Linked DNA regions of Mus musculus: region 2 is linked to region 1. The links are chromatin contacts, called in public Hi-C maps. All regions are on one chromosome and are shown on one strand. Each heading gives the region's core, a stretch centred on a gene start, on an enhancer-like site or on the middle of the called end of the contact. The rest is flanking DNA. Distances are from core to core; before and after follow the strand shown. Region 1 has its middle 46 kb from the start of Tpp2. Region 2 has its middle 15 kb from the start of Uxs1.

What was found. Hi-C and Micro-C count contacts between places; a contact is called where the count stands out from the background.
Region 2: a contact with region 1 is called in a Hi-C map of CD8 T cells, with 1.6 times the contacts expected there. The contact joins two enhancer-like sites. A contact is called at or near these places in 3 of 39 promoter capture datasets (the 3T3-L1 cell line, the C10 cell line and the HPC-7 cell line), 17 of 484 Hi-C or Micro-C datasets (B cells, the C2C12 cell line, CD4 T cells and 11 more) and 3 of 115 datasets of contacts at active chromatin or transcription factors (embryonic stem cells, kidney and memory CD8 T cells).

The regions. Positions count from the first base shown.
Region 1 is chr1:43,884,066-43,890,969 of GRCm38.p6, reverse strand. It overlaps the pseudogene Gm19587. Among named protein-coding and RNA genes, the nearest start is that of Tpp2, 46 kb to the left of the region's middle. Within about 2 kb of position 2,304, at least 31 of the 459 cell types and tissues checked have an H3K27ac peak or open chromatin away from gene starts, as enhancers often do. A contact at or near this core is called in CD8 T cells and memory CD8 T cells, where this site is marked.
Region 2 is chr1:43,839,455-43,846,066 of GRCm38.p6, reverse strand. No RefSeq gene overlaps it. Among named protein-coding and RNA genes, the nearest start is that of Uxs1, 15 kb to the right of the region's middle. Within about 2 kb of position 2,421, at least 21 of the 459 cell types and tissues checked have an H3K27ac peak or open chromatin away from gene starts, as enhancers often do. A contact at or near this core is called in CD8 T cells and memory CD8 T cells, where this site is marked.

The DNA of each region.
Region 1 (6,904 bases), core at 1,055-3,554:
TATTTATGTCCTTCTTAAAGCCTTCTATCATCTTCATGAAATGAGAGTTTAGATCTCAATCTTGTTTTAAGGGTGTGTGTGGGTACCCAGGACTTGCTGTAGTGGGATAACTGAGTTCTGATGTTGCCAAGCCAAATTGATGTCTTTTGTTTATGTTCTTATGCTTGCCTCTCACCATCTGGTTATCTCTGTTGTTATCTGGGTTCCTCGTCTCTTACTGGGGCCTGTCCATTCTGTGATCCTGGGGGAGTCCAGCTGCCACTGGTGTTTGTGCTCTGTGGGATCAGGTCTCTGCTACCAGCAAGCAGAGCTGGGAAGCAGAAGGTGCCTGTGACTCTGACTGGGCAGGGAATCTGCTTCCCCAGGTCACAGGGATCTTGATAAGCCAGGTCTCGGGGCAGGGTATAAAGTCTCAGCTATGAAGCTGAATGTGTCTGCATACCTGAGAAGTCGAGCTGCTTCTGGGGTGTGGGATGTGTGGGGATGGGTCTCTGCTCCTGGCAAGCACAGGTGGGAACTGGCTAAGTTCTGCTTTCTAACGGATTTACTTCAGTATGGTAATATAATTTGTCACTATTTTCCTGTATTTTCATTTATGCACTTTGCAGAAAACCATACAATTCATTATAGTTGAAAAAAAAAGTAATTTAACATAAATGCTACATAAATCACAACACAATATGCATGCCTGTATGTTCCTGTCAGTGCTAAAAATCAGGGAGTGTTTCTTTAAATATTCCCAGGTACAGTTACTTTCAAATATCTTAGGTAGTAAACATGTATTTCTAAGAAGACAACAAGACAGCACCCAGAGGAACCTGGACCCCCAGGAGCTCTAACATGCCAGGAACATAGCACACAGAGGAAGCTGGACTTCCAGGTGCTCTCACACAACCCAGGATCATAAGATCATAGGGTCACAGGATCACAGGATCTCAGGAGCTTTGTCACACCATGACGTCAGCATCCCAGAGGCAGCTTGACTCCCAGGAGCTCTTATACCCAGGATCTCAGGATCACAGGATCACAGAGACAACTGGACCCTGAGGAGTCCTGACACAAACAAGATAACCGGAGGGACAGGCCCCAGGCAGAGACAGTGAGTGCAGCTAGCACTAGAGATATCCAGAGTTCCCGTGTACAGTTAGCTTTGAATATCTTAGGCAATAAAGGTGTGTTTTTAAAAAAGAAAACAAGGTTTCTCACAAGACATGTCATGTTCAACACACATTAAGTAAGTTCTTTTTTTTTAATAGTTAAGAGACTTTATTCTAACAGCTATAATTACAGTGCTTGTAGAAATGAAAACTGAAAACAAGTATACAAAACAGTTGATTACTAATTGTGTATTGAAAGCGGTAAGAGGTTCCACGACACCAAATAAACCAGTTCTGAGATTTCCCCAAGATAAATTTAACAGCTCCAGCTTCTTCAGTGTTTATCAAAATGCAAAAGAAAAAAGTAGAGGTCGTCTTTCGATGGCAAATCGGACCCTTGCAGGCTGAGGGAGGAAGCTACTTCACACATGGAGATGGGGGTGCTCCAGGATGTGGGTCTGTAATGGGCCGACCCTCCCACCTTGCACGCACTCCTGCTGGTGAGACCCAGGCCTCCTGCCAGCGCGTCCAAGTGGGCCCAAGAGTAGGCTGGGTATGCAGGCTGCCACTGGGCCTTGCACACACCAAGTACAAGCCAGGCCCTGCACCCCACAATGGCTCCCAGCCTACCCTACGTAATCGTGTGAGCACAAGTACAAGCACAATGCTATGGAATGCAGGTGACCCAAAGACATGCGAGTCACGGGGGCTCTACTGTGACCATGCGGCGGATGATGGTTTGTTTGTCACCTTCTCTCCTGTTCCCACAGCGAGACAGGTGATCTGATAACTAGCATTCAGGCCATTAACTGCAAAACCTACACTAGGCATAGTCTCCGTTCTGTGTGTTCAAGTGTTCTTGTCCTGAATTTTTAACTATTTTTTTAAAAAAATGCACTGAGTTTGGGTTAAAAACCAACCACCAAATGGATACCGACACCAGTTTACAGCCCAATGGCTCCCGGAGGCCAGGTGCCCCTACACCCAAATCCCTTCTCAGTACTGACAGTGAGTTGATTCTCTTTTTACAATAAAAAAGCTAAGTAATATTGCATAGGAGTACCAGAAACTGCCTCAGTGGAAACAGAAACTATTTACATTAAATAAAAACCTGGCTGCAGGCTGCGTCTGCACATGTACAGCACGGTGCGATGCACAATGTGACCAACCCATGGAGACAGCTTCTGGCACTTAGGACCACAGAGTTGCACGTTTGCCACATGAGAGGAAAGCTGAGGGCAGAGAAGAGGAAGTGAGGGGGATGGAGGGGGTCTGGTTCACTTCTGGTTCCGGAGCTGATTAGACAGCCAATCTAGTCCTTCATAGAGCCTGTCCCCGCTGGTGGCACAGGTGGCCTGAATGTACCAGTTCCTGTGGCGTAGAGAGTGCAGCCCCAGCTTGTGACCGCTGTGATTTTGGCCGCTTTCACGGCATTGGGGAGGTTCTGCTTGCTGGCAAACACCAAGAGAACAGCATCTCGGAGCTCATCTTCAGCTAGCATCCTCATGAGCTCTTCACAGGCCTCGTTCACACGCTCTCTGTCATTGCTGTCCACTACGAAGATCAAGCCTTGGGTGTTCTGGAAGTAGTGGCGCCACAGCGGCGGGATCTTGTCCTGGCCGCCCACATCCCACACAGTGAAGCTGATATTCTTGTATTCTTGTATTGAAACCAATAGTGGGAATGGTGGTCACAATTTCGCGCAGCTTCAGTTTGTATAGAATTGTTGTCTTCCCTGCAGCATCCAGGCCCACCATAAGAATGTGCATTTCTTTTTTGCCAAAAAGGCCCTTGAAGAGGTTTGCAAAGATATTCCCCATGTTTGTGGACAGGTGGAATCGATATTGGCCAAAGACCTCCGTGGCGGCTGCTCCCAGCCAGGCATTGGTTTCGCTCTCCATTAAGTAAGTTCTTACTTGCATTTTAGTCTGCAACACTGTATGTCATTACTTTATTGTTTTTTTACATGCCCATTTCACAGAAAATTGTCCAATGCGTTATAGCTTTAAAAAAGTACTTTAACATAGATGCTACACAAAACACAGTACAATGTGAATGCCTGTGTATTCTGCGCTGTGCTAGAAATCAGAAGGGTGTTTAGTTTAGAACTCCCATATATACTTAGCTTAAACATCATAGGAGGTAAAGGTGTGTTGTTAAGAAGAAAACAAGAATTTTACTCACAATAGATGTCATATTCAAATTGCATAACATTCTTATTTATAATTAATTTACTTTATATGGGGTACTTTATGTCATTACTTTCATATATTTTTGCATACACATTTCACAGAAAACTGTAAAATGATCTACCGCTGGAAAAAAAAAGTTCTTTAACATAGACGCTAGAGAAAACACAGTACAACGTGAATGAATGCATGTTCCTCTGTGTGCTAATAACGAGAAGAGTGTTTTTTTTAAGTGTTCCTGAGTACATCTTAGGTGGTAAATTAATGTTGTTAAGAAGAAAACAGAAAATCTTCTCACAGTAGACGTCATGTTCAAAAGGCATTAAACAGTTCTTATTCTTATTGGATTTTCTTTAGTCTGCAACACTGTATGTCATTACTTTAATGTATTTTCACGTGCACATTTCACAGAAAATTGTACAATTTGATATAGCTGGAAGAAAAGTACTTTAACATAGATGCTACACAAAACACAGTACAACGTGAATGTCTGAGTGTTCCTCTCTGTGCTAATAACAAGAAGTGTTTGTTTTAGTGTTCCCGTGTACTCTTAGCTTTAAACATCTTATGCAGTAAAGGTGTGTTTTAAAGAAGAAAACAAGAATGTTGCTTACAATAGAATCTTCCAAATGCATTAAGTAAGTTCTGTGTTGTAATTGTTGGGACCTCCCCTCTTGAACCCTAACTGAGAAAACGCCTTACATCTGGGTCTGCTAGAGGCATTTCCTCAGCTGAAGTTCCTTTCTCTGTAATAACTGCAGCTGATTTTAAGTTGAAATACAAAACCAGCAAGTACAAGACATCATCTTCAAAATGCCTTATGATCTTATTTTAAATTATTTTTCTTTACTGTATTTTCACATGCACAATGTGAAACTGTACAATGCATTATAGGTGGAGGAAAAGTACTTTACAGGATCAGAGGGGAGGAGGACACATCTGCCTGCCCCATCACCAGAAGGAACTGGTACCAGCAAGACCTAGGAACCCAGGAACTCTGCCCGACCAGTGACACGGGTTCCTTCTGGTCTGGGCAGGTGCCCTGTACAGACCTTGAGTTTGAATTTCGCAGCCAGTCCCACAACACCCAGAGGAAACTCCATTCCCAGGCATTCTAACATGCTGAGTATCATAGGATCAGAGGTGTCCTGAGCAGACGTTGGGCTCTAACTCTGCAGCCAGTACCACAATACTAAGAAAAAGCTCCACTCTCAGGAGCTCTAACACATGCAGGTCCACAGGATCTAAGGATCCCAGTAGCTTGGTCACACCAAGATCTCAGGGTCCTGGAGGCAGCTTGATCCCACCCAGCTCCACCCAGGAGGAGCTCTGAATATGAAAGCATATTAGCCCCTTTCACTCAACTGTAAATCCTATAGAGATCTTTATAATTACTTATCTATATTGTATAAGAAGTCTCCTCATTTATCTTAAAGGCACATTTGTTATATTTGTTATGCACTATTTTTTTTTCCACTTAAGCTTAAGAAGTTCAGTTGGCCGGGACTAGGGCAGTGCAGAGTGTGTGCAGGCTTGGGGTCCTGTTGGCTAGATGCTCTATGTAGCACAGCAAACAAGGACTCACAGATGTATCCTCCCCCCCACCACACAACACACATGAAATGCATTGTTTTTAAAAGCAGACGAAATTACCCTTAACTCATAACTATCTTAATTATACATATAAATGTAAGAAAATGATTTCTTAAAAGTATCCTGTAGGATTTTTGCCATATTTACATACATTAAGCTTAACTATTTTTTAAACTTTAGTATGTTTACAGGATTTTTATTCTCATGAATAACCTTTCAAGGGGAAAGGCCATATATTATTTTTAATAGTACATCTTAGATTGGCTTAAGATCACAAACAGTAGAACACAGTTCTCTTCGGTGTGTCAAACATCTAGAAACACATGATTATATGAATTCAGCTGCTTCTAAGAAAGAGGAGAAGCAGTTGATAATAGAGATTTGGAAACAGAAATCGATGAATAAAGCCATGCATGCCTACTACACATGGAAACATAACTAAACCAACAATAGAGACAGAAACTGTCAGAAAGACCAAATCTGTTCTGCAAAAACAGCTCAGCACTGGGGTAAAGCATTTTTAAAAGTCAAGAGGACAGACAAACAAATAAAACTGTCTGACAGATACCAAGCAACAAGCACAACAATCACACAATTTTATTTCAAACTACACATTGGGACCGTGCTGAGCATGCACATGAGCTGTTTGTATTATATCAAGTTCTACTGCTCTCTGGGACAGTGAAATAAGCAACTAGAGTGAAACCCTAACTTCAAACGGTCCACTCTGGAAGGTGAGGTTCTCTTTCTAAGCACTGAGGTTGATTCAGGAACCTGTTTGTTTGTTTGTCACCAGGGAAAGAATAAAGTAATGCCATTATTGTTTGGTACTTTGGTACTTGGTAATCTGAGGGAGGACTGGAGTCCAGAACTTCCTCCAATTTCATTGTTTCTGTGCTGTTGACTGGGTTGGAGCAAACCACAAAGGACAGAGCAGAAAGCTAACAGACAAGTTTCAGAAAATGGTAAGGAAAGATGTTACCCGAAATTAAGACACCCAGAGGGCTTAATACACAGTACTCAATCAATTCATTAGAAGAGAAGGTGGCCTTACTTGAGAAAAGGAAATGATTTGAGGAGATAAATATTTGTAAAGTATGTTAAGCCTCTAATAAATGCAAATATGCACAGAAGTTTGAAACATTTAATATGAAACAAGAGAGAAGAAATATCTTAGATATATTTCATGCAGCTCTATGGTCTCTATTTGTTGACATACAGTGTGGTTTTATTTTTGTCACGTGATTTATTTCTTTGAAATATGTTTTTTTTTCTTTTTTTCAATTTATTTATTTATTAATATGTAAGTACACTGTACCTGACTTCAGACACTCCAGAAAAGGGAGTCAGATCTCGTTACGGATGGTTGTGAACCACCATATGGTTGCTGGGATTTGAACTCATGACCTTTGGAAGAGCAGTCAGTGTTCTTACCTGCTAAGCCATCTCACCAGCCCTTCTTTGAAATATGTAAAACAATGTCTTGTTTTCTTAAACTTCAAACACTCAGAAAAAAAATGTAACTGGAAGAAAATGAATCAAGAAAAGGGGAATAGCTCTGGTTGTAGGAAAGCAGAACCACTCACTAATCAGACTGTTAGAGGTGTCTGGGATCTGTTAGTCATAGGAATGGTATTTTTTAAAGAAATCTATTCCATATGGTAGCTTAATATTTGCCAGGGAAAGATAAAGATAGGTGACCAGTTTGACTCTGGAGACACCCCAAAGGCAGTTGTTATGACCCTTATGTGGGTTCAATGATCCCTTCACAGGGATTCCCTAAAATCATTGGAAAACACAGATTTTACATTATGATTCATAGCAGTAGCAAAATTATACTTATGAAATAGTAACAAAATATATTGTATGGTTCAGGGTCACTGCAACATGAGGGACTATATCAAAGGATCACAAAGTTAGGAAGATTGAGAACCATTGCCCAAAGGGGTCATGACCCACAGGTTGAGAACCACTGCTCTAGGGGCACCTGTTTGTCAGTGTCCAGAACGAAGTGCCTTCGTACTT
Region 2 (6,612 bases), core at 1,172-3,671, 45 kb after region 1:
CCTGAAAAGCTGTATGAGATCTGTACTGTGACTAGCTTAGGAACAGAAAAGCCCTCAGCAGTTTTGTGCTGTCTTTCTTGGTCTCACCTAAGGTGTAAACCACCCCTTTGTCTTGTATCCTGTCTGAATATGTCGCCCACTCATGTGTTGCTTCATCACTGTCTCTGTCTCAAATCTACTGTCACTGCAGCTCTGTGTTCAGATAATTCTTCATAGAAGATCATTGCTACCACAGTGCTTGTGTTTTCTGGCTACCTCTATCTTACTATGGAGTGGCATTGCCATCTCATACCATCACAGGAAGAACAGTGCGCGTAATATTTTAAGGGTAAAACAGCCAGTTTGTGTTACTTTTACTGTAGCATGCAGTTAAACATTGATGTTAACCTGTTATTGTGTTTAGTTTATAGGCTAAGTTTATCCACATTCATGTACAGAAATACAGTATGCATAAGGCTTGGTGCTATTCCACTGGAGACTTGTCATGTATTTCCCATGGATAAGGGTTTACTAGTACTACTGAAGGACAGCACGGTACAAAGATGCATACTTAACACTCTCACCAGACTTAATATATTTATACATACACACAGTCCAAAAGGAGAACATGGAAGCCATCATTTAACCAAAGCCTCCTTAGTAAATGTGTTTTCCATATATGTACAACTTTCAGCCAAGTAAAGCTTAAGTACCAAAATATTTTTAGTTAAAGCTGTTTTATATGGAAATATTTCTACAATGAGATAATCCCTATAAAGCATGGAACACAAGTCCTGGCACATAAAGTTCAATAAGTGTTAGTAATTTTTAATGTTAATTAAGTGTATTATGTAAGTGCCTGCCTTAGGAATCAGAGTAAACAGAGTATAATTACTTCTCTTGATGGCCCAAGGTCATCATAAATATTAATTACTTAATGAGGCTATGAGCACAAGGACATCTTGGAAGTTACCAGGAATTCTGGGGTTGCTGGCCCCTGCACAAAGCAGCTCCAATGTGAGGGATAGCTAATGGTGGGGCTGGCAGTCAGCTAACGACTACTCATTCTATCAAGCTCTCAGTTCTTATGGCTGTCAATGTGCCTACACTGGCTATTTCTCACCTCACAATTTCCTACCACTAAGCATCTTTGAACTGAGACATTAAGCCAATTAAATATTGGAAATACATACAAACAAGGACTGGTCTATTTAACCCACCTCAACCCATTTCCTGATTCTTCAGAAACCCTGAAGTTTCCAGAGTGAGGTCTGTGAGTCTATCCAGGTGCGATGCTGCCTACCTATAATAACAACAATCAAGAGGCTGTGGCAGGAGGATTGAAAGCTTGAGGCCATCCTGAGCTACATAGTGATACTCTGTCTCAAAAAATAAAATATAGGAACAGACAAGAGGCCCACTTGCCCTTGGAACTTTCCCATGCCTTCAGTTTGGATCCCAGGACATCCTAACTAAGAAGATCTCCCAAATCAAATGGGTAGTACCTTAGTTGGGGTTTCTACTGTCAGGAAGAGGCACCACGGACATAGCAACTCTTATAAAGAAAAATATTTAGTTAGGGATGGCTTACATTTCATAGGTTTGGCCCATTATCATCATGGTAGGAAGCACGGTGGCATGCAGGCAGACATGGCGCTGGAGAGGTAGCTGAGATTTCTACATCTGGATTAGCAGGCATCAAGAAGAGAAAGAGAGCAACTAGGCCTGGCTTGAGCATCTGAAATCTCAAAGCCCACACCACAGAGACAAACTTCCTCCAAAAAGGCCACACCCCCCTAATAGCCTATGGGGGCTGTTTTCATTCAGACTGTCACAGGTAGGAAGAAACTGCACAGCTTAAAATATGTGTTGATTGTTAGCCAACTGTCCTGGTAGTGGAGGTAGGTGCAGCCTGGAACATGTGCAGACTGAATGTTTCTGGGCAGGTATGACTTCAAGACTAGAAATACTTTCTTAAGTAAATAGTTTGCTCAAATGTCCACATGTCTTTTCCTTTGTCCCTATCCTTTAGAATGCAGAGTTGACATTTAATCAAGATTCTAGAGAAATTAAAGCCCCCTACTTCAGTGCTGGACTTGTGGTAGATGCTTGCCTAGCCTATCCTTTTCTCTTATTCTTCCAGCCACATCCTTTAAATCTCAGCTTCTGAGAGAAGACTTATGCATTTGATTCTTCTGACATCACACGGGTGCAGGCAGGAAGGAGGAAGGGCCGTGGTGGCTGCCAGTGGAGAACAGGCCCATTATCGACAGTAGGAGTGTCATGGGGCCTGGTCATTTCTGTTCCTCCTGAGAATGTTATTTTAAAGAAAAGTCTTCCTCATGACTGAAGGAGATTTTCACACGTAAGACATAGACCAGCAGCCGGTGTATCAGTGACATGTCATGCTGTCACTCTACACATAGGTTCACAGATTGTTCACAGATTGTGGATGTGGTAGAAGAGACTGTTGGTGGGTGGTAGGTGTGAGAGAATTGCAGTCTCTTGTTTCCACCAGAGTCCCTATTTCTATTTTTCTTCCCCAGTACTGAATGACTCATTCCCACTATTTCATTTCCTCTTTGTTAAAGTTTATGTTTTTTCCTGTTGAACTTGTCTAATAGGGTGCAGCACTCCTAGAGAAGTCTATTTTCTAGTGTCACCTTGTGTCCAGAACATCTTAAGTAGGACACAAGTGGAAGATAGTGCTGAGGATAACCTGTGGTGGCTTCTACTTAACCGATTTCATATGAGATAATGATGAAAGACTAACTCTGAGAAAGGCGCTATACTGTGTACAGCAAATTTCCTTTAAACATATGTTCATGTGTGATGCTTATTTTATTTGAAAAATTTTATAATAGTTTTAAAAATAATTTTAAATTAATTTAATAGTTATGTTACATATTATATATAAATAAAATTTTAAAATAAAAAATTTAAAGTAAAAATTAAATTTAAAAACTTTTCATGGTCTTTAATTTTAAAAAGAAAAATTGTTTCCAGGTGATTGAATCTTTGAAGCACATTTTCAATAGCTTAGTCTCAATGTGATCAGTACTCTAGCTGAAGGACAGACTGTGCAAAGTTGCCCAACTACATGTATTTTACATGACTGTCCACCCACACAAAAGGGAATATTCTGATCTACAGTTCAGGTGCTAATTAAAGCATCTAGGTAGAGCCTTTTGCCATCTCAAATAAATTTCACCTACCTTCTTAGGGAGGCGAGATGAGCATTCTTATCCCTCTTTTGGGCCAGGCCTATGTACTTTTATTCTCAATACAATTTCCCAGTATCACTATATCCATAATTTAGTTAATGTACTTACATTTAATTTTCTGATAATGAACAAAATTAGAGTAGATCAAGATGACTAGATGGAAGAAATATGCATTGCACTTGACAACAGTTTTCAAAAGCGGACTCTGTAAACTGTGAATGTGTGCATCTGAAAGATGCTCTCTTAATTTGCTGTTACAAAATTAATTGCTGGGCACACTCCAGAGAACTAAATTTTTTTAATTTAATGTTTGCTAGTACAAATTTCATGAAATAACAAATTGAAAAGGTGGTTTTCTTATATAATGGGCTCCCTGTGAGCTAGATGGTCAAGAAGTAATACTGAGCAGCCACAACAAGGTAGTTGAGTTAAACTACACTCAATGCAATGTTTCATTTCCTCTTTGTTAAAGTTTATGTTTTTTCCTGTTGAAGTTGTCTAATAGGGTGCAGCCTTCCTAGAGAAGTCTATTTTCTAGTGTCACCTTGTGTCCAGAACATCTTAAGCAGGACACAAGTGGAAGATAGTGCTGAGGATAACCCATGGTGTAGTAAAAAATTGTGTAGCAATAGCATAGAACCCAGACATATCCTCCTCACATTGTAAATCAGCTTAGACATTTTACAATACTCAATATAATGTTGATTCTAAGAAAACACATTGAATTATTAGGAAATCGTGGTCTCTGCATGGACATTAAAGACCAGAATTCAATACCTGTTCATCAGACATTACCAAGGAGAAATGGTGCAAAACCTCAGAGACAATCACAGTTCATGCTTTGCATGATGTAGAACACAGGAGGGAAAGCTTTAAGGAAAACCTGCAGGGGGGCTGGTGAGATGGCTTAGTGGGTAAGAGCACCCGACTGCTCTTCCAAAGGTCAGGAGTTCAAATCCCAGCAACCACATGGTGGCTCACAACCATCCGTAATGAGATCTGACTCCCTCTTCTGGAGTGTCTGAGGACAGCTACAGTGTACTTACATATAATAAATAAATAAATAAATCTTTAAAAAAAAAAAAACCTGCAGGACTTCCCTGCCCATCACTAACATAGCCAAAGGCACTCTGGTCATTGTGTGTTCTTCCTATGAGCCTTCCAAATTCTAAAGAAATTTGAACGTAAACATTTCAAAAATTAATAGTCACATAACAGTGATCTTTCTGAAACTGCTTCAGTGTGTCAACAGCAGATCCCATGTTCTGATGCTTTTTGGACATGGAGGATGCTCTAGAAAGACTGCCATGTGAATCTTAAAGATACTCATCTCTACCCTACCCAATGTGTCTGTGTTTAAATAAAATAAACACTATCTGAAGTTAGAAGAAAGCACCTTGGAACCCTCTCTTACACCTCATAACACAATGGGTTTGGTCCTCTTTGGCCAAGGATCATTAAATCTGTTAGAGCATCTCCTGGAGTCCTTGTCTGACTTGAGAGGGCCTTTATTGTGCTTTAAGTTCTAGTCCCTCCTGGTCATTTTGTTGCCTCTTTTTTGTCTCAAGTGAAACAGAGTGCTTTAGAATGAATGCCTAGGCTTACTCCATATCCCTGTAGTAATAGCCTTCCAGGAGCTAACAAAAGTGGAGACATGGCTGTACTCTCTGAGTCTACTCCTCAATATTGTCATCACCTTAGCAGTTTCCCAAAGACTAGACAGTTCAGGGTTCCACATCCATGGATTCAGTTTGAAAAACCTGGGCATGATATATACACCTATAATTTCAGCCTTCAAGAGATAGAGATAGGAGGATTTTCAATCCAAGACTACCCTGGGCTACATGTGAGATTCTATCTTAATACATCATTGCTCTCATGGGAAAAAAAAAAGAAACGGAAGGGAAAAGGAAATATAGAAGGATATATATGAGGAAAAGTGGAAGGAGAGAAGAGGAGAAGGAAGAAGAGACTATTTAAAAGATGTTATTTCTGTGCTACACATGCAGATTTCTATCTGCTTATCATGATTTCCTAATAATTCGACGTGTTTTCTTAGAGTCAACACTGATGTTGAATATTGTAAAACATCTAAGTTGATTTACAGTATAAGGAGGATGTGTTTGGGTTCTATGCTATTACTACACAATTTTACATAGGAGACCTTGCCATCCCTAGGTGTGATATTGATGAGTGGACCTGGAACCAAAGTCCCATTTATACAGAGAACGGACTGTATGTTGACTGTGTAACTACACCTTATGGAAAATGTCAAGGTGATAATATGAATCTAGGGAAAGATTCATTAATACAGATGAGTCTGGCCCATGTACGTCTCCCCCACACAGGGTCAGTGTTTGGGGAGGTGGCAAAGAGTCAAACAGTGATCACCAAGAGCCCTCCTATCTTGTCTCTTAACTAACCTGTTCTATGACAAGAGTTGTCCAGAGAAAAAAGAAGGCAAAATCCAGAGATAATAACCTTCAGTACTCTCTGATTTTTAACTTCTTTCTGAAGATATCTGTAGGGAGGCCACGTACAGGAAGTACATTAAATAGCATCTAACATAAAACTGACCAACCTCTCCCCTTCTGTGTACAGCAAGTACCGGTACTCACAGGCACAATAGTACTTTTCAAGGGAGAACACAGGAAGAAAGGTGGGATCCACTTCTGTTTGTCATAGGTCATCTGATGAAGCAAGGTTCCTTCTATTCAACGCAATAAAACATCTATTGCTGTATGCTAAAAATCAGAGCTTTTGTTCAGTGACTTCAATACCTGCCCAGTAACTTGAGTTTAGATATGATCATGAGTAGAATCCCCACGATGTCACAAATGGCTTCATAAGGATAAGTAGAGAAACCTCATTACCACATTTGCTCTGTTTCACTAGGTGATGCCCTCATCATGTTATGATGTAGCAAGAGGGCCCTTATCAGATACTGTGTTCTTGAAACTCCCAGTCTCCACAGTCCTGAGCCAAACAAATCTATTTTCTTTAAAAGAAAAATTAACCGAGCTGTGGCATGTGGTTATAATTACAGAAAAATAACTAAGATAGTATCTTTTGCTTTGATTTCTAGTCAACTTGAGTATAGAAACTTTGAGGGATATAAATACAGATTTAAAGAATTTATTTAGGGCCAGTGAAATGTCTTAGTGGGTTGATGATCTGAGTTTTAGTTCCAGAATAGATGTGGTGGAAGGAGAAAACCTACTTCTGAATGTTTTCCTCTTGTCTCTGCATGTGCACTGTTCTCGCATGTGTGCAAGTAGGTACATCCACTTACACAAGTAAATAAATATTTTAAAGTTATTATGCATAAAGTTTATTATGCAATGTTTAACTCAACAATATTAATAAACGTAGTTATTGATTTAGCTACACTGTATCATAAAGCACATGC